2 separate regions of the Mus musculus genome follow, and region 2 is linked to region 1. A link is a contact called in public promoter capture Hi-C data. All regions are on one chromosome and are shown on one strand. The core of a region is the stretch at or near the end of the contact, and the rest is flanking DNA. Distances in the headings are between cores, read along the strand shown. Region 1 overlaps Ass1 (argininosuccinate synthetase 1). Region 2 holds the start of Lamc3 (laminin gamma 3).

What was found. Promoter capture Hi-C pulls out the DNA fragments that hold promoters and counts their contacts.
Region 2: a promoter capture Hi-C map of liver shows a contact between it and region 1, with 2.1 times the contacts expected there. The contact joins the promoter of Lamc3 here to the enhancer-like site in region 1. A contact is called at or near these places in 10 of 39 promoter capture datasets (the C10 cell line, the HPC-7 cell line, embryonic stem cells and 5 more), 4 of 15 datasets of contacts at CTCF or cohesin (embryonic stem cells, large pre-B cells, pro-B cells and 1 more), 11 of 484 Hi-C or Micro-C datasets (the 63-12 cell line, B cells, CD8 T cells and 7 more), 3 of 115 datasets of contacts at active chromatin or transcription factors (embryonic basal ganglia, embryonic hindbrain and embryonic midbrain) and 3 of 9 other capture datasets (embryonic stem cells, embryonic tail and liver).

The regions. Positions count from the first base shown.
Region 1 is chr2:31,499,155-31,501,854 of GRCm38.p6, reverse strand. Ass1 (argininosuccinate synthetase 1) reads right to left here. Exons shown (of 16, transcript NM_007494.3): 11 at 938-1,022; 12 at 303-367. Among named protein-coding and RNA genes, the nearest start is that of Ass1, 30 kb to the right of the region's middle. Within about 2 kb of position 1,339, at least 21 of the 459 cell types and tissues checked have an H3K27ac peak or open chromatin away from gene starts, as enhancers often do. A contact at or near this core is called in embryonic basal ganglia, embryonic tail and liver, where this site is marked.
Region 2 is chr2:31,885,925-31,888,624 of GRCm38.p6, reverse strand. Lamc3 (laminin gamma 3) reads right to left here and starts at 1,344. Exons shown (of 28, transcript NM_011836.4): 1 at 882-1,344. The coding sequence starts at 1,281.

The DNA of each region.
Region 1 (2,700 bases), core at 90-2,589:
CGAAATTGGCCCTGCATGGTCCGCCTCTTAACCTGACTGGCCCGCCCGTGACACAAGACAGCCTGACCTCCAGGCCGACCTCTCTCCCAGACCCCTCCCAACACTAGAGGCGGCTCCTCTCGAAGCACCCCAAGAAGTCAGTGCAAAGGCCACTGTTCACACTTCATCTCCAGTCCTCACTTCATCGGGGTGTAAGAGAAAGCAAGGGGCAGCCAAGGTGGCCTGGGGTGAAAGGTGACACCCAGGTGGTACAGGAGCTCTGGAAAGTGCCGAAACCAGCCCTGGGTGTCGAATCCACTTACCTCGGGACTTCATTCCAATGAAGCGGTTCTCCACGATGTCAATGCGACCCACTCCGTGCTTGCCCCTGAAAAGAAACACGTCACTTGGACTCAGGTGCTGGCACAAAGCTTGAGGACAGAGGCCACCCACTGAGCAGGTGCCCTTGGCTTGGCTGAAGACCTAACTATGGGCATACTGACTCTCAGGCTCTATGTCTCAGCTCACCTGAGCCAGGAAAACAGGCCCAAGTGGAGAGAAGTGGGTAACCTAAGGCCCTGAAAGAGAACGGATTGTCTGGGTCACCCTGGGTGCTCCGCCCGCTACATCTATACTGGGACTTGCTTGACCCTAACCCTCACTGAGGATTTATCTTTCTTTGTCCTAATGCCTGGCTCAGCCAAAGGCCTGCAGCCCCAGCTGGTCCCACCATAGAAGGTGGTGGTAGCCTTGGAACTTTTGTGTTCATGGTTTGTGGATTTAAACCAATACCAATGCCAAACCAATACCCTCGGCTCAGGGCACTCTATGTCTACAAGGCCAACTGCCAGACCTCCAGGTCATGAACTTTAGCTGTGACCATTAGTCACACAGGCCCAGGCCTGTGCTTGCTTGAGATGGCGGTCCTGGGGGTCGCAGGCAGACTGTGGACACTCACGCAACTTCGTTCAGGTACATGAAGAGTTCCAGGGATGTGGTGCGGGTTGTGCCATCTTTGATGTTGGTCACCTTCACAGGGACCCCTGGGGCAGAGAGGGAGGAGAGTGGGCCTTCAGTCTGGGGCTCAGCAGAGCAGCCTGTGCCCACCACCCCACCCTCTCCCTCCACCCACATCGCCTTAAATGGATGTGACAGACATGGAGTCCGAATGACTCCTTCAAAGCCCTGTGCTGGGGGGAGAGAAGGGGCAAGAAAGCCCCCCAGAATGAAAGAGGAAAATGCAATAAAAACGCTCGCCCCCTCCCTCCCATTCTCTCTGCCCCTTTAGCATTTAGGGGCTGTGAAATTGGAACCAGGCCCTGAACTAATTGAATTTCACGCTTCGCCATTGTCTTACCAGTGAGCACCTTCTGTCCCCACCAGCTACCCAGGGGCCGCCTGGCCGAGGTGCAGCCAGACCCTATGAGTACGCACAGGCGTGTGTGCAAGCGCGAGCATGTGTGCGCGCGCGCGCGCACACACACACACACACACACACACACACACACACACACACACACCCCTAAGTAGCTCTCTGCCATGCTTGACAGGTGGATGTGGGCCTCTCTGCCCCAACCTTGTATCCCAGACCTTCAGAAAGCCACCTGATGGGTGGTGAGCTTAGGGTACCCAAGCTCCAGCAGATAGCCTTGAATTCTGGGATGTGTTGTCTGGGGTGGCAGGAGGGAGACAGCCGAAGCTCAGCCAGAGAAGGGCCGTGTTGAGGGGGGTGGTGGGGAGGGGGCAGTGGGTGGGTTTGGGGTTGACTTTGAATAGCAAGGGGCACTTTCTCGAGCGGTGTGAAATGGGTAATAAATGTATTAGAGGGCTAACAAGAGAGCCGTAACAGTGACAAAGAAAAGCTGTTCAAAGTTGGCGGCTAATCCCCCACCCATCTGCCTGGCTCATTACCATGTAGCGAGCCATCGGGTGCCAATCAGGGCTCAATAGCGGCTTTGGAGTCTTTATTAGCCGGGCTCCGTTTGGAGGGGCTCCGCTCAGGGCGATGACAGCCTCACCATTCTTAACCCCCATTTCCAGGGGTTTTATAACTTGGTTGTAAATTGCTATTAAATGTAAGTCTGCCCAATAATGAACCTTAAGCCCCCTCTCCACCCCCTACCCCTCGCCTCTCTCTTTCTCTCCTTCCCTGGTCCTATTATCTATCACCCAACGCTGGGGCCTTGGATGGGGCCTGCCTGGGAGGAGAGGTTGACATTGTTGGTGCTGCCGCCGGAGAAAGCCTCTTAGCTTTTAAAATAGTTAATAATTAGATTAAAACTTCAAATAAATTAACTAGCGAGTGAATGAGGAGTAGGCTGGGGAGGGGGCCTCCCTCCCTCTTTTCAGAGAGCTGGCTCTTCTTCAACTCTGCCTGGGGCTACCCTGCGCCTCCAGGACAGGCTGTTGGAGGCTTGTGCCCGGGACCCTCTGCCACCTCCAGCTTACCTCCCACCCTCTGCCCTCCCAGCTCCCAGAGGTTTGAGGGTCTCGTGGGAGAAGTCTGCAGTGTGGCCTGGCCCATCCTACCATCTGCTCAGAGTAAAGCCCCAGGGAGACTCCTTGCTCCCAACAGAGGGTTCGAGAGGGGACCCAAGACTTCTACTGTGTCTAGGGTCCCACCAAGGTCTCCTTAGTTCCTAGGTAATGTGACTTGTAAAGTGACACAGCCAAAGAGGCACAAAGATGGCCCTGGCAGGTGGACAGCCCCTTGGGAGAGGC
Region 2 (2,700 bases), core at 95-2,594, 390 kb before region 1:
TCTGCTCCTGATGTACCTTGGACTTTCAGAGGCGTGCTGAGGATGTATGTAGCTCAGGGGAAGAGTGCTTAGCTCACAGGCTTCATTCTGCGGCTGTAAGCTGCTCTCAAATGAGATCCAGTAACAAAATGTATGAATATTGGCCCTTACTAGGATACACCAAGGTTAGAAATCGCCTCAGGTCACGTTTAGTGTCAAAATGAGTTATGAAAATACCAAATCCAAGTTATCAAACCTTTGGAAGATTTACACAGTATTCAGGACATAGCAAGGAACCTGAGGAGATCGCTGGGCTCATCTGAACTTGGAGTGGGTAGAGAATAGTCCAGTTTCAAGGTAGAAGTGGACCCCTGGGTTCCCAGCCTCAAGGGCCTTGTGCTCCCTCATCTTGCCTCAGTCTGGGTGGAGCAATCAAGAACAATGCGGAGGGGCCACTCGAAACGCCCAGGCTGGCTATCCAGTGGCAGGAAGAAACTGGCTGTCCTGCCCAGGGTACTACAGCATTCACATTTGGTGGCAACTGCCCTAACGCCCATTCCCAAACTGCTCACAGCGTCAGAGGTCCGTCCACAGGGCATCGAAGCTGACCGGATTACAAGTTCGGGTCTTAGAGGATGGATCAGATAGATCATCATGGAAGTATGACCCCCACCTTCCTTAACAGTTCTTCCAGGGAATTGTTGCTGTACCCAGTTCCACAGCTGAGGGGAGCCTTCTGCTCCCCCAAGCCCTTAGGGGAGCCCCCTGGGCTGACCTCTTGCTACCCAGGGCTTGCAGGTTCTGACTCCTTACCCGTGGGGTGCTGCAGTCTGCCCCAGCGTGCACAGCCCTCTGCCTGGGCCTCCATGGTTTGGATATAAGGTGACAGGGTGCATGCTTACCTAAGCTCAAGGTCAGGTTAACAGAGGTGGGGTACTGCACCCCGAAGGCCATGGATGGGCTCTGCCACCAGGTGCTGTCATCGGGGCTGTGGAAGTCTGTGAGGTAGGAGGCGTCGTGGCGTCGTCCGGGGTCAGCATCGTCGCAGCGCTGGCACTGTAGCCCAGCCCCTGGTGCCCCCACGTGTGGACAGAAGTCCTCCGGGGGCCGTCCGCACGTGTGGGAGGCCTCGGCGCGTCGGCCGAACGCCGCGTTCTCGAACTCAGGCAGACAGCGCTGTGCGCGTCCCACACCGTCGTAGCAAGAGCCCATGTCCGCGCCTGCCGCGAAGTGTGTCTCCTGAATCACCAGCGCCATCGATGCCACCGTTGCCAGGAGGGACAGGACCCTGGATACAGCCATGGTCCTCGCCCCGCTCTGCACTGCTCCGGGATCCACTCTACGCTGCGGTCTGCGCTTAGCCCCTCTGCGCTCCACTGGCCCCTGGAGTCCTCCCCTGCAGGCGGAACCCGACGGCATCTGAGGGCGGGACCCATGCAGGCGACACCCCACCATCCGAGCTCCGTCCCTTCGTGCTCACCCCCACCTGCTGGACGTGCCTGGGAGTGCCTGCTTGTTCTGGCTGGGTCGTGGACTCGGGAACTGTGAACCTGGCTCCACAGTCCTCCCTGCAAAATGGTCTCGGTAGAGACACCAAGTTATTCTGCTAATGCGGCTCTTCTATGGAAGCTCTGCACTTGTGTACCTTCCTGAGCTGAAAGGCAAGACAAGCGCAGGTCTTCACCTGACAGAATGACCTTTGGCAGTTTTCCTCCGTACCTGTCCAGTGTTCTCTGTCAAAAGTGTTGCGCTCCTGGCGTCTCCTCCCAAAGCAGATATTGTCACCTGGGATTTATCAAAAGGCTTCCTCTTATCAACAGAGGCCTCCCCTTCTCTCCACCAAACTAATGTCCTTCCCAAGGCACCTTCTGGCCCTTGTAGACAGTAAAACAAAATGATCCCATGGGAGCGGGACACCGTCAGATTCCCACAGCCACGGTTGGATAGATCCAGTAAGACTCCAACCCTGCATGAAAGTTATGATCAGGGTTAAGGAAGTGGTTCTCTTGGGGTCTGGCATGGGTAGTCAGGGGTACAGGGCAAATTGTGGTAGGGAGCCTTGTGCTAGCCCCCTCTGGGGCCTCCTTCCTTACACTGCTAGCTAGATACAGGATCACAAGGACACCTTGAGAGGAGGACAAAGGCAAGTTTGGGATGAAAATGGACTCCTGTTGCTGTGGACGCGGACCACCAAGGAGGCCCATGTTCTTTGCCTCTGTCTGCAGAGCAGACTCCTGCACCCCTAATATCTCTTAATCAAGGGCTCAGCTTGGGTGAGGTCCTTAGATACTGTCTCAATTCAACCTACAAGGCTTCTATTGATTTCCTTGAGAGACTGAGTAGGCGAGAGACCCACACTGCACAACACAGAAGCCATTAGTCACATGATATCTGGGCCCCTTCTGTATCACCCATGGGGCTGTGGCAGAGCCCACACCTTGTCTCACTAAGACTGCCCCCGAATCTTCTCCTTCTATCTGCCTTTGCAGCCAGGGTCCCTGGAGCTAGCTTCTGTCCTTCTGGACGAATATTCTGGTATACATGAGGTCCCAGAGAAAGAAGGTTTCTCTACATATTTCACTTCTATAGCCTGTGTTGAGATCCCTGTGTGCTAACCATAGCCCTAATGGTGCACGCATGTGCACACGAGCACACACACACACACACACACACACCTCTGCTGCAGTCAGCACCAGCTGTACTGTAGTGACAGTGGCTTCC